Regions from separate parts of the Sus scrofa genome. Here all the other regions are linked to region 2. The links are chromatin contacts, called in public Hi-C and promoter capture Hi-C maps. All regions are on one chromosome and are shown on one strand. Each heading gives the region's core, a stretch centred on a gene start, on an enhancer-like site or on the middle of the called end of the contact. The rest is flanking DNA. Distances are from core to core; before and after follow the strand shown. Region 1 holds the start of TOR1B (torsin-1B). Region 2 holds the start of ASB6 (ankyrin repeat and SOCS box containing 6). Region 3 holds the start of TOR1A (torsin family 1 member A).

What was found. Promoter capture Hi-C pulls out the DNA fragments that hold promoters and counts their contacts. Hi-C and Micro-C count contacts between places; a contact is called where the count stands out from the background.
Region 1: a contact with region 2 is called in a Hi-C map of embryonic fibroblasts, with 3 times the contacts expected there. The contact joins the promoter of TOR1B here to the promoter of ASB6 in region 2. A contact is called at or near these places in 16 of 47 Hi-C or Micro-C datasets (alveolar macrophages, brain, embryonic fibroblasts and 10 more) and 2 of 2 datasets of contacts at active chromatin or transcription factors (alveolar macrophages and skeletal muscle).
Region 3: a promoter capture Hi-C map of liver shows a contact between it and region 2, with 2.8 times the contacts expected there. The contact joins the promoter of TOR1A here to the promoter of ASB6 in region 2. A contact is called at or near these places in 1 of 5 promoter capture datasets (liver), 2 of 47 Hi-C or Micro-C datasets (heart right ventricle and liver) and 1 of 2 datasets of contacts at active chromatin or transcription factors (alveolar macrophages).

The regions. Positions count from the first base shown.
Region 1 is chr1:269,964,816-269,969,274 of Sscrofa11.1, reverse strand. It overlaps TOR1B (torsin-1B), which reads right to left and starts at 2,356. Exons shown (of 7, transcript XM_021070119.1): 1 at 2,075-2,356; 2 at 947-1,203. The coding sequence starts at 2,282.
Region 2 is chr1:269,831,580-269,836,185 of Sscrofa11.1, reverse strand. ASB6 (ankyrin repeat and SOCS box containing 6) reads left to right here and starts at 1,980. Exons shown (of 6, transcript NM_001099937.2): 1 at 1,980-2,170; 2 at 3,172-3,353. The coding sequence starts at 2,058.
Region 3 is chr1:269,983,120-269,987,535 of Sscrofa11.1, reverse strand. It overlaps TOR1A (torsin family 1 member A), which reads left to right and starts at 2,058. Exons shown (of 5, transcript NM_001105298.1): 1 at 2,058-2,238; 2 at 2,878-3,143. The coding sequence starts at 2,058. It overlaps C1H9orf78, which reads left to right. Exons shown (of 9, transcript XM_003122220.4): 9 at 481-1,150. The coding sequence ends at 572.

The sequences.
Region 1 (4,459 bases), core at 1,107-3,606, 130 kb before region 2:
GAATTTGAAGGATGGGAGGGAATAAAAGCTACTGAGGAGACAAAAAAATCCTCTGGTCTACACTGCTAAACACAGAGGCCAAGCTGAAGTTTCATTTAAACTTTCTAGGGAGTTCCCATCGTGGCTCAGTGGTTCGTGAATCCGACTAGGAACCGCGAGGTGGTGGGTTCGATCCCTGGCCTCGCTCAGTGGGTTAAGGATCCGGTGTTGCCGTGAGCTGTGGTGTAGGTTGCAGAGGCAGCTTGGATCCCGCATTGCTGTGGCTGTGGTATAGGCTGGCAGATACAGCTCCGATTAGACCCCTAGCCTGGGAACTTCCATATGCTGTGGGAGTGGCCCTAGAAATGGCAAAAAGACAAAAACAAAACAAAACAAAAACCAAAAAACAATAACAACAACAAAAAAAACTTTTCTAAGCCCGCTCCACTTAACCGAGGGCTGCAATGGGGATGCTGAACAAACTCATACATTGCACAACGTGGCTACCCTGTGGACTGAGAGTCAGGAGATTTGCATTCAAGTTCTGATTTGCCACAAGGTCAGAAGGACTGTAAGGAGCATGTCGCCTCGCTGCTCTTGGTTCCATCCCTTTTTTTTTTTTGGCTGCGCCTGCAGCTTGCAGAAGTTCCCGGACCAGGGATGGAACCCGAGCCACAGCTGTAACCACAGCCACGGCAGTGACAACACCAGATCCTTAACCCTCTGAGCCACCAGGGAACTCCTTGGCTCCATCTTTTAATGGAAATAACATCACCTGCCCCGCTGCATTATTTTGGGATCAGTAAGAAAAATGGTGTAGGAGAGCTCAGCAAATGGCAAAGGGTTACCGGTGTGCCTGGACTCGGCAGGGCCTGGGGCTAGGAGGAAAGAAGCAGAAGCCGGAGTCAGTGAAGAGATCGCCCAGACCAGTCCGAGAAGCCACGGATGGGACAACAGAATGCCTTGCCTGGTACAGTTTTACGTGCTGCTCGTGAGGAAAGTGCAGAGTCGATACGAACAAGTGGACAAAGTTGCTCTTCAGGCCTTTCCGGTGAAGATTTTCAGCCACAATCTGGCTGACAAAATTCTTGCCCGTGCCAGCCCAGCCGTGTAAGGAAAGCGTCAGTGCTTTCTTGGGGTTTTTGTTGTTCCTGAAGCCTGTCAGCGCCTTGAGAAGCACCTCTGTGGCCAGATGCTGCCCAAACAGCCTCTCTCCAGTTCCAGCTTGAACGCTGCAGCAGCCAGCCAGAGAACAGAGAGAAAAACACACATTAAACAGGCAGCAGAAGGGCAGCGCTCTCCCCAGCTGGCCAAAGTGAGAGGCAAGGTTAGCGAATGGTCCAGCACCGTCTCCGCCAAACCCCAGTGCCAGTGCGGAGGCAGAAGTGCCAGCTGCAGAGTCACACAGATGCCACCGCCAAGGAAATGGCCTAGATGAATGGTCTCCTCAACACTCAAGTGTCTGAGAAGGAAGGTAAATGCGTTCCTTCATCCGAGGACGGGTCCTCTCTTGACTCAGCTGCTTGCTATTTCCCCAGCCACCCTGTAAGAAAACCAAAGACCAAATGCGGGCTTTCTGGGCAGACGCTGCACATTTGAGAACGACTTATTGGGTTGGCACGGCGTCCCAAGGAATCCCAACTTTTAGAAAGGAATTTGGGGGAGTTCCCGTCGTGGCTCAGCGGCAAGGAGGATGCGACTAGGACCCATGAGGATGCTGGGTCAATCCCTGGCCTCGCTCAGTGGGTTAAGGATTCGGCCTTGCTGTAAGCTGCGGTGTAGGTCGCAGACTCCACTCGGATCCCGCGTTGCTGTGGCTGTGGTGTAGGCCGGCAGCTGTAGCTCCGAATTGACCCCTAGCTTGGGAACTTCCACATGCCGCAGGTGCGGCCCTAAAAACCGAAAAAGAATAAAAGGAACTCGGGCAGAGCCTCACGATCTGGAGAATCTGTCCCCGAAGACACGGCCTCCAGGCTGGAGTCCGGACCCAGGCCCCTCCATGCCCCCTCCTACCCCAAAGGGTGAGCGCGATGTGCCGGGCGCTGACGCCTGCGGGGGCCTGTCCCTCGCGCCCCTCGAGCCCCTCCAGCCAGACCCGCCGTACCCGACGCGTTGAGCGGCTGCTCCTCCCGGCAGCACTCGGCGAAGCGGCAAAACAGCTCGGTGTAGGACAGGTAGCCGGTGAGGACCGATGCGGTCCCGATGGCGATGCCCAGGGTGATGGGCTCGAACGCCGCCGCCACGTGTGCCGCCAGCAGCAGCCGCAGCGCCGCGGTGCCCCCCAGCCGCCCTGCGGGGTGCATCACCGGATTGGCAGCCCGCCGCCGCGGATACGCTGGGCGCCCTTGGGGCCAAGAGGCCGGGCTGACTTCCGGTCTGTGCGTCACTTCCGCCCCTCAGACCCACCCACCCCCGTAGGTCCGCCCTGTTGGCGAGGGGCGTGGCTCTGCGCCACCATCCGCGCGAGAGGCTCCAGGGAGTCTAGCTTTGAAGGTTCTGTTCTAAGCGCTCATCAGACCCTTCACGCTTTGCTTTGTCATCCCTCCCTTCACTTCCCCGGAGCTGGAACGAGCGTTTCGCATTATATACTCCCCACCTGCCTGCCTTTCTGAAACAACTGCGGAGGGCTCCGGGTCCCCAAAGCAGACGTGCCCTGGCGTGCACCGTCGAAGCCCGAAGTCCATCCTTTCCAGCATGCTGCAAGACGGCATCCTGGCTGGTGCTGGGAGACAGCCGTGAGGGAGAGGGGCTTGGCCCCTGCCCTCTCCAGCTTCTAGGCTAGGGGACCCCAGGCAGTGGGCAAGGGCCAATAATGAAGTTGGATAAGCACAGGGGCGGTGGAACAGGGAAGGTTTTTGTCTAAAATGAGAATTTTAAAAGTTATCCAAGCAAAAAGCGAGGAGTAGAAAGTTCTATGGAGAGAAGAGAATTTGCAGAATGTGCAGGTTGGGGACCTGAGAGTATTTCACGTGGTGGAGGCTGGTGAGAATAGGGACGGAGAGCTAGACAGAGACCGGAAGGGGAAGGACTCTATCTGGGGCGGGGGGGGGGGGTGGTAACAGGGAGCCCTAGAGGTTTCACACAGGGAGCGACATGGTCACATCGGAGATCCCTGTGGCTGCTGGGTTCTTCGAGGAGGCTGTTGCAATGCTCCAGGGAACCTGACCCAGGCTTTGCCAAAGCTGGTTGAGTTCATTCATCAGCCAATCTATGGACAAATATTTAGTGAACACTGGCTGTGTCTGATCCAGCGCCATAAGCTGGGGCTAAAGCAGGGAGGGAATAGGGCAGACCCGTGACCTCACAGAGCCTCAGTCTAGTGAGGGAGACATGCCCGCAGAGTCAGGGCCATGATCTGGGATGCTCGGAGGGGGATGGCTCTCCTCTCCACCTCCCAGTTTTTTGTTTTGTTTTGTATTCCTTTTTCATTTGCATCCACAGCATATGAGAAGTCCCAGGCCAGGGGCTGAATCCGAGCGGTAGCTGCAACAAAAGCTGCTGCAGTTGGATTCTTAACTCACTTCACCACAGTGAGAAATCCTCTTTTCAGATTCTTTGCCATTATAGGTTATTACAAGATATTGAAGGAGTTCCCGTCATGGCTCAGCGTTAACAAATCTGACTAGCACCCATGAGGACACAGGTTCAATCCCTGGCCTTGGTCAGTGGGTTAAAGATCCAGTGTTGCTGTGAGCTGTGGTGTAGGTCGCAGACTCGACTTGGATCCTGTATTGCTGTGGCTGTGGTGTAGGCCGCAGCTACAGCTCCGATTGGACCCCTAGCCTGGGAACCTCCATACCTTAGGTGCGGCCCTAAAAAGCAAAAAAAAAAAAAAAAAAAAAAATTGAATATACTTTTCTGTGCTATATAGTAGGTCCCTGTTGTTTATCTACTTTATATATAGTAGTGTGTATCTCTTAATCCTAAACTCCTTTCTCCTTTGGTAACCGTAAGTTTGTCTGCTATGTCTCTGAGTCTTTTTCTGTTCATTTGTGTCATATGATAAGTTCCACATACAGGTGATATCATATGGTATTTGTCTGACTTACTTCCTTCAGCACGATAATTTCTAGGTGCATCCATGTTGCTGCAAATGGCATGATTTCATTCTTTTTTATGGCTGAGTAGTATTCCACTGTATATATGTGCCACATAGATACACATACATGTTCATTTGTCAGTGGATGTTTCGGTTGCTTCCATGCCTGCCTTGACTCTCTTTAAGAGTTTTCAGGCCTCAGCTTGAAGCCTACCCAACCCATGGAAGTAACCCCTCTTCCCTCCCCAGTCACCTACTCTCCTGTCACCCTGTTTGTGTCCCTGTCCATTGCCCATCTTGCCACTGGCCTGAGAGCTTCAGAAGGACAGGGACCTTGACTGCTCCATCTCTAATTCCTGTGCACCACGTCCATAGTAGCACTCCATTCATATGTATTTAACAGTCAGGGATAGAACCTTTCCAAGAGGCTGGCCTCTGATC
Region 2 (4,606 bases), core at 731-3,230:
CCCCCCAGGGTAACACCTGGGGAGACTGAGGCACATTGGAGCAAATGCCACCTCCAGATGCGCTTCATTGCCAGACGGGAATATGGGCCCGGGTGTCGGATCGCCTGGTTTTACAGGACAAGCTGGAAATTCTCCATCTCTGTGTGAGCAGTCTCCCAATTTCACTCCAGGAGAAGAGACTTCCAGGATCAAGAACCAGGGCAGGAGTTCCCATCGTGGCTCAGCAGTAACGAATCCGATTAGTATCCAAGAGGATGCAGGTTCAATCCCTGGCCTTGCTCAGTGGGCAGTGGGCAGTGGGTTAAGGATCTGGCACTGCTGCGAGCTGGGGTGTAGCCTGGCAGCTGTAGCTCTGATTCAACCCCTAGCCTGGGAACTTCCTTATGCCCTAAAAGGCAAAGAAAAAAAAAAAAAAATGAAGTGTGCTGGGAACCAGGGATGCTGTGGTCTCCTGGCGAACCTAACCTGGGCTGCCCTACTCCTCTTCCTTGCTCCTTAGGCAGTGGGATGGAGGGACAAAAGGAGGGCTTCTAAGGCCTGATGGGGATTTTTAATAGCTTGTCACCTGATCCGCACAACAACCTTATAAACGGAATCATAAGTGCAGTGAGCAATTATCCAGCCCCTGTTCGGTCCCCATAGCCGGACTGAGGACGCTTTGGATTGGGCTTTCTTGCTAAGACTGTTCGGCTCTTGGGGGCAGGGGAGCCCTTTTCTACTCATTTTTTATGTTTAATCATAGACACATGCGGTTGGCTTTAAACTTGTCTCTAAACGTTTTCTACTTTCCTCAACAGCTCTGGTCTCTGGCAGGTGCTGGACAGGAGAGGCTCCTGAGTCCACATGGGAAGGGGTGGGGGCTGGTGAGACCCAAGCTGCCATGTGAACGGCTGGGACTGGCACACCTCTTCATAACGGGCTTTCCAGAATCATGAGGTCATCAGGGGCGTTCCCGTTGTGGCCCAGTGGAAAACGAATCCGACTAGGAAGCATGAGGTTGTGGGTTTGATCCCTGGCCTCACTCCGTGGGTTACGGATCTAGCATCACCGTGAGCTGTGGTGTAGGTCACAGACACGGCTTGGGTCTGGAGTTGCTGTGGCTGTGGTGTAGGCCTGCTCCAATTTGACCCCTAGCCTGAGAACCTGCGGGTGCAGCCCTAAAAAGCAGGGGGGACAAAAGTGAAGTCATCAGGGCTCCCCTGTGGGCCTCGAGGTTGCAGAGGTTAAATGTGAGGCCCAGGGGTAGATACCTAAACTCCAGAAAAGTACCCCAGGCCCGGTCCCCTTCCTGCTAGGCTACACTTCCACCCACAGTAACAGAGCTCTTGGTCTAGGATCTTGCATGGGTTTGATTATCCCCATTTCACAGATGAAGAAATTAAAGTTCATTGAGTCCATCAAGGCAGAGAAAGGGGAAGAAGCCCCCAGCTGGCAGGGAGAGGAGCTTCCAGGGGACAGAGGCTAAGGAATTGCCCCATCGCCCGTCAGGGTGGATGTGGTCCAGTCGGCGGGGGCGGGGGGGGGGGGGGGGCAAGAGCCAGGCCAAGCCGCGGTCTGACCCAAGCTCAGGGGGGCCAGGGGACACCTGGAGTTCGAGACCCCTCCACTGCCGCAGAGAGTTGGGCAGGGGTCCGGCCGCTGTGCGCAACGGGCGGAGTTCGGACGGCGCCCAGCGGCCGCGGGCGGGATCGCAGGGTGGAGCCAGGCCGGACCGGGAAAGGGCGGGCCAGCGAAGGGCTGGGATCCCGGTGGACTGCAGGTCGGCGCCCTCCATTCTCCAGGGACCCCCGCCGCACAAGATACCCCCAAATCGCGCTCCCGAAGGCGCTCGGTCCTCCCGGACGGCAGAGGGCGCTGTCACCCCGACTCTCTTTCCTGGGCCGGAGGGACCGGAAGTGCAAGTGCGAGAGTCACTTCCGGCGCGGAGCAGCGGGTTGGGCTGTGTATGAGGCCGGGTTCGGGGACTGGACCAGTAGTGGCCAAACCTGGCCAAGACCGCGGCTGCCGGAACGCTCGCAGTCGGCGTCTCGGCCTCAGCGGAGGGTGCGGCCGCCGCAATGCCGTTCCTGCACGGCTTCCGGAGGATCATCTTCGAGTACCAGCCGCTGGTGGACGCGATTCTGGGCTCCTTGGGGATCCAGGACCCTGAGCGGCAGGAACCCCTGGACGGGTAACTCGCTCCCTGCCCCCCTCCGACTCGGCACTGCTCCCCCTTCATTGTCACGACAAACATGGCGGGGCGGGCGGTGTCCCCACCTAACAGATGAGACCGAGACGCGCTGGGGGAAGGGTGCTCCGGGCCAGCGCCCGGAGGGCTGGAGGGTGCGGTGTTTGCAGGGCCTTCGCCTCAGGGCCCCACCCTGCACCCTGCCTGTCATGTGCCCTCCACCTGGAGTTGCAGGGCAGCCGGGTGGCATCTGTGAGCAGTGCGAAGTGAGCTTTCTGTAGCCGAGTTTGCAATTGTACATCCAGGCGCGGGTCTATCCGTGAATCTCTGGGAAGGGTGTTAGAAAGTGAATCGTTTGCGGTACATCAGTGAGCTAAACAAACTCCCAGCCTTCACGATGCTTATGCTCCAGAAAAGAGAGACTGACAATCGTTAGTAAAGTGTTTAATGCCTTAGGTGGAACAGAGGAAAGAGGGATCAGGTGTCTGTTTCTGGGATCAGCTGGAATTGGCGGGGAAGCTGGGTGGGTTGGGGCAAAGGTGCAGAAGGCTTTGCTGCTCTCAGCCTTTGGAAGACGGGGAGGCTGACTGACTTTGGGTGTGAGCAGGCAGGAAGTCTGCTGACTGCCCTGGGCTGGTCCCGCAGTGTCTGGTTCTCACTCTTGGCCACAAGGGTTCCCTTCAGTGCCAACAGTCCAGGTGTATGAGGCTTTGTATCCATGCCAGGGGCCAGATTCTCTGGGCAACATGGAAGGAGGCCGAAGACAACCCCTGTCCTTTCTTGGTAAACCCGAGGCATCTGCTCCAGTAGAAGGATCCAGCTTGGCCCTCTCTCTGCCACAGACCTTTTCTGAAGAGACTTTCTGCCCTGCCTTGGGGGAGTGATTTGGGGGGAGACGGGGGGAATGACATCAGGAGACCAAAGGCCACCCACCCACAGGGTGCCCAGCCAGCTGGTCCCACAGCTGTTCCCACCCTCAACTAGTCCCCCCTCTCCTGCCCCAGACCCAGTTATGTCGCGAGTGAGGAGAGCCGGATCCTTGTTCTCACTGAGCTGCTGGAGAGAAAGGCCCACTCTCCCTTCTACCAGGAAGGCGTGAGCAACGCCCTGCTGAAGATGGCCGAGCTGGGGCTGACCCGTGCCGCTGACGTTCTCCTGCGGAATGGAGCCAACCTCAACTTTGAAGGTCAGCTGGAGCCCAGAGGACCTGGGGTGATAGGTGGCTTAAGTGTGGCCCTGCTCTGGATGGGCGACCAAGCCTTCAGGCTTTTCTCAGGAGCTACTTGCCTCATTTATTTATTTCATGGGTGGTGACCAAGGACAGCCACACTGGGTGGCCTCCCGTCCCCTTGTGGGCTTTCAAGTGGCCCTTAGCCACCTCAAGTCCAAGAGCGAGTTTGTCGCTGTTTCTACCATGAGATTGACTTAGCAGACTCCTCCCAGCTCCCAGCTAAATCGCTTCCATTAATGTGAAAAAGTGGCTGCTGGCACTGTGCCCAGAGCTAAGTAAGGAAAAGTAATTTTCTGCCACTCATTCTGAGGCATCTTGCATTTTTGTTCCTGTCATAGGGAGAGGGGAAAACGGAGAAGACACATTAAGCATAAATCACAGCAGAACCATGCTGGCATCTAGCTTGTGTGCTGGGGGATGGAGACGGGGCCATTTTCGGGGGGGGGAGGTCAGCCAGGAGACTTGCAGACCCTGACTTATAGCCACAGGGGTTTATTTATTTATTTTTTTTTCTTTTTAGGGCTGCACCCGTGGCATATGGAAGTTCCCAGGCTAGAGGTCAAATCAGAGCTTTAGCTGCGGGCCTATGCCACAGCCCCAGCAACGTGGGATCTGAGCCAAGTCTGCGACCTGCAGCTCACAGCGATGCCGGATCCCTAACCCACTGAGCGAGGCCAGGGATCAAACCCTCATCCTCATGGATCCTAGTTGGGATCATTAAAAACTGAGGTTCCCCCGACACGGGGGGGGTTTCATGGTGACACAGGATGTGGCCAGGATGTCCCCCCTCCCCGGCGTAGGACAGGCTCTGAGGCTGCTGGGCTCCTGGAGGTTCAGAGAGCTGGGGTGGGGGAGGGATTTCCCTGGTAGTCCAGTGGTCAAGATTTGGCTTTTCCACCACCGTGGCCTGGGTTCAGTTCCTGGACTTGGAACTGAGATCCCACATCACAGTGACCATTAAAAAAAAAAGGAAAAAAAAGTAGCTGAGGGGGCCAGGGTGGTGGGGTGCATTCTGAAGTCAGTCGCTTGGAGACCCAGCTTGGAGAACCTGGTTTTTATCGCAGGGCTGAAGGAGCTGTCACTCTGAGTGTTCTGCCCAGCAAACCCGTTTTGGGTCCCATTTTACAGAAGAAGAAACCAAAGCCCAGATGTAGCACCATGTCCGTTAGAAGGCCCCCAAGACCTAGGCCTGACTCCAGAGCCTGGGC
Region 3 (4,416 bases), core at 809-3,308, 150 kb before region 2:
TGGTGTAAGTAGGTTAAGGGCTGTGGTGTGGGTCGCAGATGCGGCTCAGATCTAGCGTGGCTGTGGCTGTGGTGTAGGCTGGCAGCTACAGCTCCGATTGGACCCTTAGCCTGGGAACCTCCATATGCTGTGGGTGCAGCCCTAAAATGACAAAAAAAAAAAAAAAAGAGGAAAGAAAGTTGTTTCTAAAAAGATTTAGTGCCATGCCTGGTTCACAGTTGAACTCTCAATGACGAGTAGCTGCTGCGTTCCCCTGGTCTTGACACTGAAATCAGCACGTTTTGGCTAGCGTCTGAATCCGCCTCGTTTATCGTCATGCACTTAATAACGAGCATTTACTCAGGCCCTGCTCTGTTTCTGTTCACTAGGATAGGATTGGGGGCTTCTGCAGGGAGTCAGGTATGGTTGTCCTTGCTATTCAGAGCTGAGCCCAGGGGTGGCATCCAACGTGGCAAACAGTTTTCTTCTTTTCCTTCTCAGGGTCCCCTCCCAACCGCAAGCGTCCTGCTAATGAGAAGGCCACCGATGACTATCACTACGAGAAGTTCAAGAAGATGAACCGGCGGTACTGAGGGAGGCAGAAGGGGAGCAGTGCACAGCGGGGTGTTAAATAGTGTCCTCCACTCCCTCTATCCCCATGATAACAGGCTGCCTGGACAGAAGCCTGTGCACTGATAGCAGACGGTTCCCAAAACAGATGCTGCTAACCCTGTGCCTCACATGCTGGATTTTTCAGGCACCGTGTGTGTAACCTTTTGAAACAAGACAATGCATAGTTTTTCTATTTGGGGGAAAACTCTCTTCTTGTGAGCATTATTAAATCTTGTTTGTAAATATGTTGACTTCCTCCTAATATTTGCCCTGGGTCAGGAGGAAACAGCTGTGAGTTTAGAGTGAGATGATACCCTTTAGATTGTGCTTTCATTACATATGCAATCATGTCTCCTACTTGTAAATATCAGGAACGGGGTTCAGAAATGCATCCGTCCCTCTTTACGGTGGAGCCAGCTGATGGCAGAAAAATCTAGGATGAGATCAAAGGGTCACTGGTATTTTCTGACTTGTACAGTTGTGTTTCTTTTCATTAAGAGAGAAAAAACAATTTCTATCGCTTTAAGCACTTAAGTATTAAATATGAAATGGACCCACATTGTTTATCGCTTGTATTGCGTCTCCTTACACCAGCACTAGGTAATATGTTCAGGCCTGGGGGCTGGGCAGCACAAAAGCAAACTTCAGTTCCTGAGAGGGGTTTTCTCATTTAGTTTAAGAAACAGAGTTCCCATCACGGTTCAGCAGTAACAAAACCAACTAGATCGTGAGGATGCAGGTTCAATCCCTGTCCTTGATCAGTGAGTGGGTTAAGGATCCTGTGTTGCTGTGGCTGTGGTGTAGGCGGCAGCTGCAGCTCCAATTTGACCCCTAGCCTGGGAACTTCCATATGCTTCAGGTGTGGCCCTAAAAAAAGAAAAAAAAAAAGGAGCTAAGGACACATGACAACTAAATATAATGTGGTATCTTGGTGGGACCCTGGATTGGAAATAGGATGTTAAGAGTTCCTGAGGTGGCTCAGTGGTTAATGAACCCGACCAGCATCCGTGAGGACGGAGGTTCTATCCCTGACCTTGTTCAGCAGGTTAAGGATTCTGCGGTGCCCTGAACTGTGGTGTAGGACCGGAGGAACCTCTCTTAGCTGGCGTGGCTATGGTGTAGGTTGGTAGTTACAGCTCCATTTGACCCCTACCCTGGGACCCTCATATGCCGCAGGTGTGGCCCTAAAAAGACCAAAAAAAAATAGGAATAGGACGTTAGGTAGAAACTAAAAAAATCTGAAGAAACTAAGTTTTATTCAAAGAGAAAATATCGGTACCCCCAGTGGCTCGGTGCCCAAAGGTGGAAAGGGCTCTGCCCTTCATAAAGATGGCGGACGCCAGCGTCAGGAGGATGCCCGCCCCTTACAAAGATGGCGGCCCCGGCGGGCGGGACCGGAAGTGCAGTTGGCGGTAGCGCCGATCCGCGGTAGGCGCGAGAACGCGCCGGGCAGCGCCGGTCTGGGCATGAAGCTGGGCCGGGCCGCGCTGGGCCTGCTGCTGCTGGCGCCGTTGGCGGTGCGGGCGGTAGAGCCCATCAGTCTGGGACTGGCCCTGGCCGGCGTCCTCACCGGCTACATCTCCTACCCGCGCCTCTTCTGCTTCTTCACCGAGTGCTGCAGCCAGAAGGGGAGCCTCAGCCGGGAGGGTAGGATGGGGCGGGGGCTGGGGGGCCTGGTGCCAGAGCTGGGGCGAGGGTCGGAGGCGGGGGTCCAGAAGGCCCAGGAGCTCGGGCAGTGCTGAGGCCGGCGGGGCCCGGACCCGGAACTGGGGCGGCTTGAGGTGCGGCACCGGGCCTGGCCCTGGCCACGACCACAGGCTGACCGGACTTTGATCAGGCGAGGCCAGCTGCCGTTTGGGCAGCTTCGCCCAAAACCCGGGCGTGGGGACGGTCGGAAACTTCCTCCAGAGAGGTGTGCTCCTTCCTCGGCGGAGACGCGGCTGGTGGGGATTCCTCCGGCGCGGAGCAGCGGGGACCAAACCGCTGCCCTTTTTCTGCCCGGCATGGGTGGAAGGCGCAGAGCTGGGGCGAGGGGCGCGCGCCCCTGGGCACTGGCCCCAAGGACCTCTTCGGGAAGGAGGGCTCGAGAATGGACAGGACTAGCAGAGGGAGGGCCTCCTGCACCTGCCGGTCACCTGGGCCAAGTGCTTGCCCACACATCCGCGTCTCCCAAGACGCTTGAAGAGCTTAGCTGACTCTGCTGGCTTTACCTGAGCCTGTAAACTGGGCCACACTTTGCCAGATGTGTCTCCCTACTGTCCGCCTGACTCACTTTGTTTTTCCTAGCGCTGCAGAAGGATCTGGACAGCAAGCTTTTCGGACAGCATCTTGCAAAGAAAGTCATCTTAAATGCCGTCTCAGGCTTCATCAGCAACCCGAAGCCCAAGAAGCCGCTCACCCTCTCCCTACACGGGTGGACGGGCACCGGCAAAAATTTTGTCAGCAAGATCATCGCAGAGAATATTTACGAGGGTGGTCTGAACAGTGACTATGTCCACCTGTTTGTGGCCACACTGCACTTCCCCCACATCTCCAACATCACCCTGTACAAGGCAAGGGCCGAATTTTGGAATCCTTCCTGGATGGGGCCGGGTTTGGGGTTTGGTGGCCGATGGGATTTGGAATTCCGGGTTGAAACGAGTGGGCCCTGAAAATGGCAAGCACGTGTCAGTTCCCCCTTTGAAAAGTGTGGCAACCACAGAGGCTTAGAGATGCAGGGAGCAATTAGCAAAGCTTGGGGTGGTTTCCGAAAGCAGGCTCAGTGGGATCGTAGGATTTTAGAGAGACACAATCAAACTCAGTTTCAAGATCTTCAACTCTAACGCATTTTATAAAAGAAGAAATGTTTCTTGGGAAACCTAAATTCAATCACAGTGTTGCAAACTGCTCTTAACAGTTTAACTTCCAGATTAACAGCCTGAGCCTTGGTGGTAGATTCACCTGGATTTGAGCCCTAAGGTTCCCACCTGCCAGCTGTGTGATCTTGGGAAAGTTGCCTGACCTCTCTGAGACTCGGGCTCTTTGTCTGTAAAATGGAAGTTGTGAGAAGTTATTGAACTCTGTCAAGTAGGTAACGTGGGGCCTGGCACATACGTATTCAAAGTTAACTCTTTTGCCTTTTTAAATTTTCACCTGTATGAACACATTTTTCCCTTCGGCCTGGGTCAGCCTCAGGATCACCAGCTGTCCAGGAGTCCCTGGGATGTGGGCCTTTCAGTGCTACAGCTGGGAAAGTTCCAGGCGAATAGAGATGAGTTGGTCATCCTAGTTAGCATTCCATCTTCACTGTTTAATAGCCGTGTGACTTGGAGCAAGTTAGTTAACCTCTCTGTACCTCAGTTGCCTCATCTGTAAAATAGGGGCTGCAGTGGTAACTGATGGGTTTGGGAAGATCACGGGAAAACGCTGGGTGAACAGTGCCTAGTACAGCATCTGGCCTGTAGTGAGTGCTACATGTTCAGTGTTACTGGCTGAGTCAGAGTAGCAGAAATTGGGAAGACCTTGGCTGCTGGAGCCTACTAGACCTGACGGAATCCTTGTGGGGTTTTTTTGGTCTTTTTTTTTTTTTTTTTTTAGGGCCGCACCTGTGGTGTATGGAGGTTCCCAGGCTAGGGGTCGAACTGGAGCTGTAGCCACCACCCACAGCACAGCCACAGCAACAGCAACACGGGATCTGAGCTGCATCTACGACCTACACCACAGCTCACGGCAACGCCGGATCCTTAACCCACTGAGTGAGGCCAGGGATCGAACCTGCATCCTCAGGGATACAAGTTGGGTTTGTTAACCACTGAGCCACGACAGGAACTCCGGGAGTCCTTGTTT